Regions from separate parts of the Sus scrofa genome. Here region 1 is linked to region 2. A link is a contact called in public Hi-C data. All regions are on one chromosome and are shown on one strand. Each heading gives the region's core, a stretch centred on a gene start, on an enhancer-like site or on the middle of the called end of the contact. The rest is flanking DNA. Distances are from core to core; before and after follow the strand shown. Region 1 overlaps DNAJC11 (dnaJ homolog subfamily C member 11). Region 2 holds the start of TAS1R1 (taste receptor type 1 member 1).

Region 1 (6,283 bases), core at 434-2,933, 76 kb before region 2:
GGGAGCACAGCCGAGCAGAGGCCCGGAAGTAGGCAGAAGAGACACCCTAGCACTAGGGTCACCCGTGCGCAGTTAGAACACGGCTCCTCGGCCTCTGCTCTTGGACTCAGTGGTCTGGGAAAGGACAAGGATTTAGGCTTTGAACCGGAACATGTCAGCGTTCTCTTTACCTTGTCTGCTTACAGTTGTCACCTTCCATGCTTCCGACTGAAAGCATGGACTCCTGCCTGACACCAGCCCTCTCTCAGGTCCTCTGAGAGAGGGGCCTAGAGGAATCTGTAGTTTAAAAGAGAGGAGGGGAGTTCCCGCTGTGGCGCAGTGGTTAACGAATCCGACTAGGAACCATGAGGTTGCAAGTTTGATCCCTGGCCTCGCTCAGTGGGTTAAGGATTCGGCGTTGCTGTGAGCTGTGTTGTAGGTGGCAGATGCAGCTCGGATCCTGTGTTGCTGTGGCTCTGGTGTAGGCCAGTGGCTACAGCTCTGATTTGACCCCTAGCCCGGGAATCTCCATATGCCATGGGAGCAGCCTTAGAAAAGGCAAAAAGACAAAAAAAAAAAAAACAAAACACGTCTGTGGTTTTAGCAGACAGCTCCAGTCATCCTGAACATCAGACATGTTTAGAAGACACTCAATTGAGGAAAACCCGTGGACAGTTTCATGTGGTGGCGCCTCAAAGTGTCTGTCCATCAAGTGGCCACCTGGTCTATAGGTGTGGCCAGTCAGCAGCTTTTGCAGGTCTGGAAATTGCATTTCATCAAAGCACCCAGTTTATCAGACTTGAGAGTACAGATTTATTAAAAGGATGCCAGCTTATTAATGTACAGTGTCTGCTTGTCCAGGGGGCCCTGTTCCCAGTTACCAATCCAAACTAGTGATCAGAAGGTTAGCTGGTGAAGAGTTCCCATCATGGCTCAGTGATACTGAACCCAACTAGTATCCATGAGGACGTGGGTTCGATCCCTGGCCTCATTGCTGTGAGCTGTGGAGTAGGTCACAGACACGACTTGGATCCTGTGTTGCTGTGGCTGTGGTGTAGGCTGGCAGCTGCAGCTCCAATTGGACCCCTAGCCTGGGGACTTCCATATGCTGCTGGTGTGGCCCTATAAAGCAAAAAAAAGGGCGGGGGGTGCAGGTGTGAAACCCGCAGGCAGGCTGCCCGTGTGAAGCCCCCCTCTCCCCTGGCTCTGCCCATCTTGCTGATCTCCCCAGAGCCCCTCTCTCTCGGGCCCGTTCCATAAAAATACTACATCACATAACTTTGAATAAACAGCGGTCTCATTCTCTGCATTTTGATTCTTTCACATGTCACTGGGCAGCATCTCAGGGTGACTTTTATCTCCTCTCCCTGTTTGCCCTCTGACCCTGGGGGGCTCAGCAGAGGAATGTGGTCCGCAGGGAAGTGGGGGCTGCAGAGAGCACGGAGTTGAGTCCTGATTGGTCTGGCCCGGGGGAGGTATGTGAGTACCGGGGCCACTGTCATCAGAGGTACCCCATGTACTGTTATTTCAGTGGCAAAAGCGGGGCCTCCAGAGCTTAGGAAGGAGAATGACCTGGTCACTGCAGGCCAGCCGTTTGCTTTTAACTCCTGAGTGAAGCACCGAGATTCCTTTGTCATGGACATGAAATACCCTTTCTTTACCAGAAGAGGGGGCTGACTCCCTTGGAAGCAAACTTCAGAGGCCTTTCTGGGAACTGGTTCACTCTGGCTTTGGCGTGGCTTCCGTCAGTCCTGTGCAGCCTGTGCTGATGCCTGGCCTCCACCCAGAAGCATGCCTTCGTTGGGCTGGGCTGGGCCCTGGGTTAGGAGTTCTCAGTCATGGCTGCACGTGAGCCTCACCTGGGCAGCTTTGACCACGTCAGACTCTGACTCCACACTTCTGCCTCCCGCCTGGAGGTCAGAATGGCTGGAGCGGAGCCAGCACTTGGTACCTTCGGATGAGCCAGGTGTTTGCAGAGGGCGACCCGGCTTGGGAACCTCGCAGGTGGTTCCGACTTCCAGCAGGGTTGGACCTGCTGGTTTAGGAGCACAGACAGCAGGTGCCTCTGGTTGTAGCTGAAGTTGGAGTGGGACGGGGTGGGGAGTGCAGCTCAGAGGCAGGATTACCTGGACACGGCCCCATGGAGGGGGCTCGGGCCCCCGCCTGCCTTTTGGAGAGCCAGCCCAGGGAGGCATGGGGGGTGGCGGAGAGGAAGGGGCCGAGCCCAGCCGAGAGCAGGTGTCAGCCAGGACCATTTCTCTCTGTGTCCCCCAGCTTCGTGACGACGAACTGTGCTCTGCAGTTCTCGTCGCGCGGCATCCGGCCCGGCCTCACCACCGTCCTGGCTCGGAACCTGGACAAGAACACCGTGGGCTACCTGCAGTGGCGCTGGGGCATCCAGTCAGCCATGAACACCAGCATCGTACGGGACACCAAAACCAGCCACTTCACCGTGGCGCTGCAAGTGAGGATGGCCCCTCCCCACCCCTGGGAGCCCTTGACAGCCCTCCCCCCGCTCACCCCAAGTCCCAGCACCCGTGGGACCTCGGGGCAGGTTCTGCTCCCCCGCCCTCAGGCGTTGAAATACTGTTGTTCTCAGGCCCCCAGGGGAGCTGGGTCCCTTCTGTCCTAAAGCAAAGGGCTTTCCCCCATTTCTTGTGGGAGAGGCCCTGGTCGGTCAGGGAGCCCACGGCCGTCCTGCGGGCAGGGGCCGGGTGGGGTCGGGGGGCACCTCAGCCAGCAGCTGCTGCCTGAAAGGACGCAGGCTCGGTGTGCAGGGGTTTGTTTTTCCTGGGTGTTTGTGGGGAAGCTCCCGGGTTTTCACACACTCGGGGAGGCTGTGCAGCGCGGCCCGCTCGCCTCAGCCCCGCTGCCCTCCTGCACTGCCTCCCCAGCTCGGAATCCCTCACTCCTTCGCACTGATCAGTTATCAGCACAAGTTCCAGGATGACGACCAGACCCGAGTCAAAGGCTCCCTCAAGTGAGTCCCGGCCCGGGTGATGGGGGGCTCCTGCTCGTGTTCTTGCTCATGTCGGTCACGTGGCCCTGACCTGTCAGCCCTGTCCTTGAACGGGGGCTGGTGGCAGAGCTGCACCACTGCTGTCTGGACGGTTCTCTTCCTTGACCGAGGGCGTTGGTCGTGAATCTTGGGGGCGGGGAGGGGCTCTGTCCGTGACAGTTTGCTGCTGGTGACCGGGAGGGGTGGGGAGCTGAGGGGCCCTGCTCGCTCACTGCAGCCTGCTCCTGCAGGGCAGGCTTCTTCGGGACGGTGGTGGAGTACGGAGCGGAGAGGAAGATCTCCAGGCACAGTGTCTTAGGGGCAGTGGTCAGCGTTGGAGTCCCCCAGGGCGTCTCTCTCAAAGTCAAGTATGTTGAATTCAGCTCTTTCTGGCCCCTCATAGGCTTCCTGGGCTCCCCCTGCGTTAAGGAAGAGACTCTGCTTGGTAATTCTGTCCGTAAGGACACAGTCGCTCTGTCGTGGGCCAGGGTCCAGCTGCCGGACATTCAGTCAGTGCTGTCTGAGTCTGTGCTCCAAGGACTTGCATGAGCCCCACTGGCCTGGCCCTTCCTTCTCTCTGCCTCCCCGATGGCCCCAGACAAACAGCCCTGGTGCCAGCTTCGCACACGGCTCAGCACCGGTTGCAGCAGTTCACAGGGTCACAGGTGCAGCAGCATGGGCATCAGTGCAGGCAGCGCTGCTTCCCCTTCCAGACCCTTCCCTCTGTCCCCCACTGCAGTGGCCGGCCGGCTTGCCTCTGGCTTCGCTGGCTGGGTGCTTCTAGGTGGAGGCCACATGTAGGGCCCGGTCCTTGTCTGCTGAGACACACCCCCGGTGGCTCGACCCAGCCTCCCGGCTTTAAATCCTGTCCGGCTCTGATGACGCTCACGTGTCCAGCTCCGGCCTGGCCCTCCGCGCAGGTTTCCAGCTCACGTTACCCATCTTCCTTTTCCCGTCCTCTCAGATCTCACAGCATCTCAGGTGTCATATCTCAGCCCCGTCCTCCCCCACCCGCGGCCACACATCCCACAAAACCTGCTCTGCCTGGAGCTCCGTCCCCCACTGGTTCTGACAAAAACCCTGGCGTTAGCCTGCATCGCCCTTCGCCACCCTCTGAATTTAATGTGTCTCGGCTATCTCTGCTCCTCTGAAAGCATATCGTGAATCCGGCCATTTCTCAGAAGCTCTGCGGCCACCAACTCGTGTCTGAGCTCTGGTGTCCTTTTGGCTGATGTCCTTCACCCTTGGGACACTGCCCTCCACAGTCAGGCTGATACAATCGGAGTCGGTGCATGGCAGCCTCTGCTTACAGCCCTTGGTGCCCCTCAATTCAGGCAAAAGCCAGAGTCCTCGGGACCTCCCTGCTTCAGCCCTTCGCTGTCCTCTGTGCCCTCCTCCCTCCGCTCCAGCCAGGCTGCTCCTGCTTCGGACTCGGCACCTGCCGGCTCTCAGTCCCCAGGTGACCACACTGCCAACTCCAGTTCCCCCCAGGCGCTGCCCACACATCCCCTAATTCCTAAAGCCATCTCTCATCGCCCCGTAAAAAGAGAGTGGCCCTCACATTCCCCAGGTGTCCCTCTCCCTGTCCCCCAGCACCCCCGCCAGCTGACAGGCCATCCATGTCCCCCTGCCCTCATCAGAAGCTCTTTAATGCAGTCAGCTCCCTTCTGTACTCCTGTCACTACGAGTGCAGCCCGGCCGTTAAGAGGGACTTGGTGAACGAGTGAGAGGAAGCTGAGCCAGGGTGGGTGACCAAGACCAGAGCTGGCATCAAGCACCTCTTCTCTCACATGAGATCTGGGGACCAGCACAGAGCTGTCAGGCTGTCAGGCTTCCTGCATCCTTACCCCGGCCCTCAGAGGTTGCGCCTCTGGTGTAAACACTGCTCCTGAGCAGGTGTTACGCCAATAAAAGGAATTTTTTTTCCTTGTGATGAGAACTCGAGGATACCCGCTCTCTGTTTCACCTTGTGTCAGCTTTGTTAATTTGTATTTTTCAAGGAATTTGTCTTTTTCATTTAAGTGTCAGATTTGTCAGCATTTAGTTGCTGTAGGATTTCTCTGGTGGCTCAGCAGGTTCAGGATCCAGCATTATCACTGCAGCAGCCCAGGTCACTGCTTTGGCGGAGGTTCAATCCCTGGCCCAGGAACTTCTTCAAGCCACAGGCCCAGCCAGAAAAAAGCCTGAACTTGCTCTTAACATCCCCTTGTCCGTTTAACGTCCGTATCTTCAGATGCTCTCTCCACTCCTAATGTTGCTAATTTGTGTTCTTTCTACCTTTCTTAGTCTGGCGAAGGCTTTCCACTCTTCATCATTTCCTATAGTGTTTACCTGTTTTCTGTTTTATTGATTCTTTTTTTTTTTTTTTTTTTTTTTTTTGTCTTTCTAGGGCCACACCAACAGCATGTGGAAGTTCCCAGGCTAGGGGTCCAATCAGAGCTGTAGCTACAAGCCTGTACCACAGCCACAGTGACACTGGATCCCCAACCCACTGAGCAAGGCCAGGGATCGAACGCACATCCTCATGGAAACTAGTAGGGCCCAACCTTAGGTTATTGATTTGAGACCTTCCCGTCTTCTCTAATATAAACCTTAAAGGCTAGAGACGCCCCTTTAAACACTGATTTACTCCATACCACAATTTGGATACACTGTCATTATCGTTCACTTCAATTTTTTTTCTTTTTTCTTTTTTCTTTTTTTTTTTCTTTTTTTTTTTTTTTGTCTATGCCCACAGCATGCAGAAGTTTCCAGGCCAGGGATCAAACCTGTTCCATAGCAGTGAGCTCAAATAATTTTCTAATTTCACTTTCAGAGATATATTGCATGGAGTTCCCGTTGTGGGTCAGTATGTTAAGAACCCGACATAGTTTTCATGAGGATGCAGGTTCAACCCCAGGCCTTGCTCAGTGGGTTAAGGATCTAGCATTACTGCAAGCTGTGGTGTAGGTCAAAGATGTGGCTCAAATCCAGTGTAGCCGCGGCATAGGCTGACAGCTATAGTTCCGATTCAACCCCTGGCCCAGGAACTTCCATGTGCTGCAGGTGTGGCCCTAAAAGAAAAAGAAAAAAAATAATAATTGCAGGAGTTCCCTGGTGGCACAGCAGGTTAAGGATCCAGCATTCTCAGTAGTTTGGCTCAGGTTTGATCCCTGGCCCAGAACCTCCTTGATTTGCTGATTTTGGGAATCTTCACACGCTTCGTTTACACAGACGAATCAGGGCTGAGAGCTGACTCTGTCCAGAACACCTGGAAGAGGGCTGTGTTTACACTGGTCTGTTGTTTGCGGTCAGCAGGTAGTGAGA
Region 2 (5,532 bases), core at 1,331-3,830:
GACTCTAACAGCCAGGTCAAAAGAATGTGTGACAAACTGGAAACTGGGAGTGTGTGCCAGGGACGGGTAGCCAGTGCCTGAAGGTGGAGACTGCAGGTTGGATAGAGGGTGGAGGCAGTTTAAATAGTAACCCAGGAGCTGCGGCTGTGGCAAGGGATCGGTTGTGTCTTGGGAGTGCTGGCACGTGGGTTCGATCCCCTGCCTGGCACAGTGGGTTAGGGATCCTGCATTGCCGCAGCTGCAGCTTAGTTCGGGGCTACGGTTTGGATCTGATCCCTGGCCCAGGAACTCCATATGCCATGGGGCAGCCAAAAAACAAAAAAACAAAAAACAGGGAGTTCCCATTGTGGTGCAGTGGAAACGAATCCAACTAGGAACCATGACGTTGCAGGTTTGATCCCTGGTCTCACTCAGTGGGTTAAGGATCCTGTGTTGCCTGAGCTGCAGGATAGGTCGCAGACGCGGCTCAGATCTGGCTGTGGTGTAGGCTGGCTGCTACAGCTCCGAATGGACCCTTAGCCTTGACAACTCCATATGCCATGGGTGCGGCCCTGAAAAGACCAAAAACCCCAAAGTAAAAAACAAAACCCCAATCCCACTCCTGGGCATCTATCCAGAGAAAACAACAACTCACAAAGACACATGTACTCCGATGTTTTCATTGCAGCACTATTTGCAATAGCCAAGACATGGAAACAACCTAAATGTCCATCGACAGAGGACTGGATCAAGAAGATGTGGTACATACACACAATGGAATATTACTCAGCCATTAAAAAGAACAAAATACCGGCATTTTTAGCAATATGGATGGACCTAGAAATCATCATGCTAAGTGAAGTCAGACAATGAGACACCAACATCAAATGCTTTGACTGACATGTGGAATCTGAAAAAAGGACACACTGCACTTCCTTGCAGAACAGATGCTGACTCACAGACACTGAAAAACTACGGTCTTGGAGTTCCCATTGTGGCACAGTGGTTAACGAATCCGACTAGGAACCATGAGGTTGCGGGTTCAGTCCCTGCCCTTGCTCAGTGGGTTAACGATCCGGCGTTGCCGTGAGCTGTGGTGTAGGTTGCAGACGCGGCTCGGATCCCACGTTGCTATGGCTCTGGCGTAGGCTGGCAGCTGATTCAACCCCTAGCCTGGGAACCTCCATATGCCGCGGGAGCGGCCCAAGAAATGGCAAAAAGACAAAACACAAAAACAAACAATAAAAAAACTACGGTCTCTGGAGGATACAGTTTGGGGGGTGGAGGGATGTGCTTGGGCTGTGGGATGGAAATCCTGTGAAATCAGATTGTTATGATCATTATACAACTACAGATCTGATAAATTCATTTGAGTAATAATAAAAAGAAACAAAACGAAACAAAAAAACCCCTCAAATAGTAACCCCAGAGGCAGAAGGTCTTGCTGAGGAGGGCTGGCAAAGACCCTGTAGGCACAGGGCCCCCTCGCTGACCGTTCCGTGGACCCCTCACTCACCTGTCACAGAAGGCCACTGTGGGTCTGCGCCTCGCCTCTGGGTGGTCACCGTGTAGAGGGAAGAGGCCAGCTACAAGGTAGTCCCCAGGGAGGCTGAAGTCAGGGGAGGACTCTGGGCCCTGGCAGCCCAAAGCCCAGCAGCAGGAGAGGGAGAGCTGCAGACCCAGCAGGCACGCCTCCCAGAGCAACATGCTGGCCAGACCGCCGCCCTGAGCCTGGCATGGCCGAGCGACGCCCTCCGACCAGGCTGGGCTGTTTAAATAGAAAGGTTGCAGCTGCCAGGATGCCTCCCAGCTTCATGCCTTTCAAAGGGGTGGGACAGGAGCCCGGTTGTAGGAACCCGGCTGTTGGCCTAGGCCTTCCGGGCTTGCGGTCCTCCTCAGGAACTGGGCAGAGTCAAGGCACAGGTGCAAGCCAGGTGGCACCCCCTGACCCTTCCTCTGGACGGTTGTGGGTTCTGTCCTTGCTCTGGTGCCTGTGGCCTCACCCAGCTCAGAAAGGGAGCCCCAGTATTCGGGTGGGGGAGGGGAAGGCTGGAACACAGTTGCGGGGGGGGGGGGGCGGCTGGGAACGGGGACCGTTCCATCAGGGAGCTGCAGACTTTAGAACCTCTTACCCGGGCCTCCGTTCACCACGTGAGACAAAGTTCTGCGTTGCTCCCTACCCCCACCCCAGTCCTCAGGATGCTTAAGTTGAAATTCTGAGTGAATCATCCTAGTTACGCCTGGTTTTACAGGCTTGCTGGCTACAACTCAAAAGACAAATGCATGCAAACAGAGGCTATGCAAATAGACCGGTTTTGTTTACAACGCCAAGCCTGGAGCTTTTTCTGCCAGGGGAAAAAAAAAAACCTTGGTGGATTTCCGGAGAGGTGGCCCTGGACTCGGGGTAACCGACTTCCGCCCCCGGGCGGCCAGATAAGATCTTTTGCATAATGTAAATGTCACCCTCGCTGGGACCGCCCGGCTAGGTGTCATCCAGGCGGCCCCTTCTCCGGTCGCCGGCGGGCGTGAGACTCCGAGGGGCCCGCCAAGGTCCGGGTGCGCTGCCGAGGCCGCCGGCAGAGAGCGCCCGTGGCTCCCAGCCGGCTTGACGGGCCGCGGGGCGGAGCGACGGGCTCTCTCGCGAGATTCGCCAGAGAGAGGCGCCGGGGACCAGCATGGCGGACTCAGTGCTGGTGCTCAAGCGGGGTTCCTCCCGCTCCACGTGGCTGCGGGCCCGCAAGGCCCGGTCCCAACTCATTCTCGGCCACCGGCCCCGCCGGCGGCTCAGGACTTTGCGTTGGTGCGGCCGAAGGCGGCTTCGGCGGCGGCTGCTGCATGCCCAGGCGGCCGGCGTGGACTGGCGGGAGGGCGGCTGCCTGGTGTCGCGCGCGGCGGCGCCCCGGAGGCCCAAGACCGCGGTCCCCAGGCCGGACCCCAGCCCAGACGTGGCCGCGGACCTGACCACAAGTTGTTCCGCCATCCTCTCCATCCCGCCAGTGCGGCCGGCCGGCCCGGGCCGTGCGTTGGTGCTGCTGCCGCTTGGGCAGGTGGGTCGCGCCGAGGGAGCCGGGCGGGCAGAGCGGGTGGAGGGGAGCCCCGGGAGCTGCTGACTGGCAGCTGCCGACTGGGAGAGACAGTATCCTTCTGCGGGTTCTCCGGCTGTAAGACGGGCGCATTCCTCGGGCGGTGGTGCTGAACCGAGGGTAACAAGGACCTCCCTAATTCTAGGTCTGCGGAGCTGGAGGGACTTAAAATAGAATAATAATTATAAGAATAGACCGCATTTACTGGGTGCTTTGGTATGCCGGGCCCTTAAGTGTTCTGAGTGTTTTGGGCATATGAACTCCGTTAACACTACCAGCTCTCTATGGAGTCATTACCACTAGGAATGTTTACAGAGAGGAAGAGTATAGCTTAGGTAACTTGGCAAAAAGTATACGTGGAGGCAGAGCCAACAGTCACATTCTGGCAGCCTCATGGCAGGGCCCCTGCTCTTCACCTGGACCTTGGTCTAGGCAGTCCCCCTCTATGCAGGAGGGAAGTAAAACCCTAAGAAAGGCAGAGGCTCTGCAGGCCTGGGCCTTTGTGAGGACAGAGAGCCGTGAGAACAGCAGAGCTGAGTTTGGGAGACCCCCTTGGGTCAGTGTTCACCAGCCTGTCCCGGAGTTCCTATTGTGGCTCAGCGGTAACGAATCTAACTAGTATCATGAGAACAGGTTTGATCCCTGTGTTTGCTCAGTGGGTTAAGGATCCAGCACTGCCGTGAGCTGAGGTGTAAGTGACAGTCTTGGCTAGGGTCCTTCATTGCTGTGGCTGTGGGTAGCCCAGCAGCTGCAGCTTAGATTTGACCCCTAGCTTGGGAACTTCCACGTGCCTTGGGTACAGCCCTAAAAAGAAAAACAAAAAAAAAAAAAAACAGACTCTCTGTCCCTATAGCTGCTGTAGGATATGATCATAGGTTTAAAATGTTAATTAGTTAAAATACTCTGTTAGTTGGAGTTCCATTGTGGCTCTTAACTGGACATAGTGTCCCTGAGGATGTGGGTTCCATCCCTGGCCTCTCTCAGTGGATTAAGGATCCAGTGTTGCCAGTAAGCTGCAGCTTAGGTTGCAGATTCGGCTTGGATCGGGCATTACTGCAGCTGTGGTGTAAGCCGGCAGCTGCAGCTCCAATTTGACCCCAAGTCTGGGAACCTCCATATGCCCCAGATGTGGCCCTAAAAAGAAAAAAAAGATAGTGATACTATTAGTTAAAAATACTACGTCTAGATACTCATATTGCAACAGAACAAAGGGTGGGGGGGAAATGTACACATGTAAAAATAACTTGATCCCCATGCTGTACAGCAGGTGGGGGGGGAATACTAGATAGTCACCTACAAGGTACTCTGTTACTAGAAATCAGCCGCCTTTTGATGTCTGCACAGCCAGTTAAGAACTTTGAAGTTTTTAGTTGTTAGTAACAGACTCTGTAACTTTCTTTCTCCCTTTCTTTTTTCTTTCCATCTAGAGCTTCATCTTTAGCGGGATCTGTCGTGTGACCTGCCTCTACGGTCAAGTGCAGGTGCTCGGTTTTAACATCAGCCAAGGCCAGCCCGCTCAGGACGTGTACTCCACCTATACGCACGCTCGCCTGACTGTCACCGCAGTTCACTACTCAGTGTCTGAGAAAAGCAAGAAGGAGATGAAAAGGGAAGCCCGGACTTTGCTCAAGTCGCATCTGAACCGAGGTAATGAAAAGAACTGAGTGATTTTCTGAGGATGTACCATATAATAAAGCTAATAATTTATGTCTTTTTGTCCTTTTTAGGGCCCCACCTGTGGCATGTGGAGGTTCCCAGGCTAGGGATCCAGTGGGAGCTGTAGCCGCCACCCTAGGCCACAGCCACAGCAGTGTGGGATCTGGGCCACGTCTGTGATCTACACCACAGCTCCTGGCAATGCTGGATCCTTAACCCGCTGAGCAAGGGCAGCGATTGAACCTGCGTCCTCATGGATGCTAGCTGGTCTTGCTAACCCCTGAGCCATGATGGAAACTTCTAAAGCTCATAATTTTTATTTTTTATTTTTTTTTAATTTTTTTAATTTTTTTATTTTTTATTTTTTTTTTGTCTTTTTTTTGTTGTTGTTGTTGTTGTTGTTGTTGCTATTTCTTGGGCCGCTTCCACGGCATATGGAGGTTCCCAGGCTAGGGGTTGAATCGGAGCTGTAGCCACTGACCTACGCCAGAGCCACAGCAACGCGGGATCCGAGCCGCGTCTGCAACCTACACCACAGCTCATGGCAACGCTGGATCCTTAACCCACTGAGCAAGGGCAGGGACCGAACCCGCAACCTCATGGTTCCTAGTCGGATTCGTTAACCACTGCGCCACGACGGGAACTCCTATTTTTTTTATTTTTTTGTCTTTTGTCTTTTTGTTGTTGTTGTTGTTGTTGCTGTTGTTGCTATTTCTTGGGCCGCTCCCGAGGCATATGGAGGTTCCCAGGCTAGGGGTTGAATCGGAGCTGTAGCCACCGGCCTACGCCAGAGCCACAGCAACGCAGGATCCGA

Evidence for each region. Hi-C and Micro-C count contacts between places; a contact is called where the count stands out from the background.
Region 1: a contact with region 2 is called in a Hi-C map of omental adipose tissue, with 1.7 times the contacts expected there. The contact joins the enhancer-like site here to the promoter of TAS1R1 in region 2. A contact is called at or near these places in 1 of 5 promoter capture datasets (liver), 15 of 47 Hi-C or Micro-C datasets (blood, embryonic fibroblasts, fetal heart ventricle and 8 more) and 2 of 2 datasets of contacts at active chromatin or transcription factors (alveolar macrophages and skeletal muscle).

The regions. Positions count from the first base shown.
Region 1 is chr6:67,467,736-67,474,018 of Sscrofa11.1, reverse strand. It overlaps DNAJC11 (dnaJ homolog subfamily C member 11), which reads left to right. Exons shown (of 14, transcript XR_002344878.1): 8 at 2,254-2,443; 9 at 2,874-2,959; 10 at 3,229-3,345. Among named protein-coding and RNA genes, the nearest start is that of THAP3, 19 kb to the right of the region's middle. Within about 2 kb of position 1,683, at least 12 of the 83 cell types and tissues checked have an H3K27ac peak or open chromatin away from gene starts, as enhancers often do. A contact at or near this core is called in omental adipose tissue, where this site is marked.
Region 2 is chr6:67,393,521-67,399,052 of Sscrofa11.1, reverse strand. TAS1R1 (taste receptor type 1 member 1) reads right to left here and starts at 2,580. Exons shown (of 6, transcript XM_013988748.2): 1 at 1,496-2,580. The coding sequence starts at 1,686. It overlaps NOL9 (polynucleotide 5'-hydroxyl-kinase NOL9), which reads left to right and starts at 2,611. Exons shown (of 12, transcript XM_003127541.5): 1 at 2,611-3,026; 2 at 4,490-4,709. The coding sequence starts at 2,655.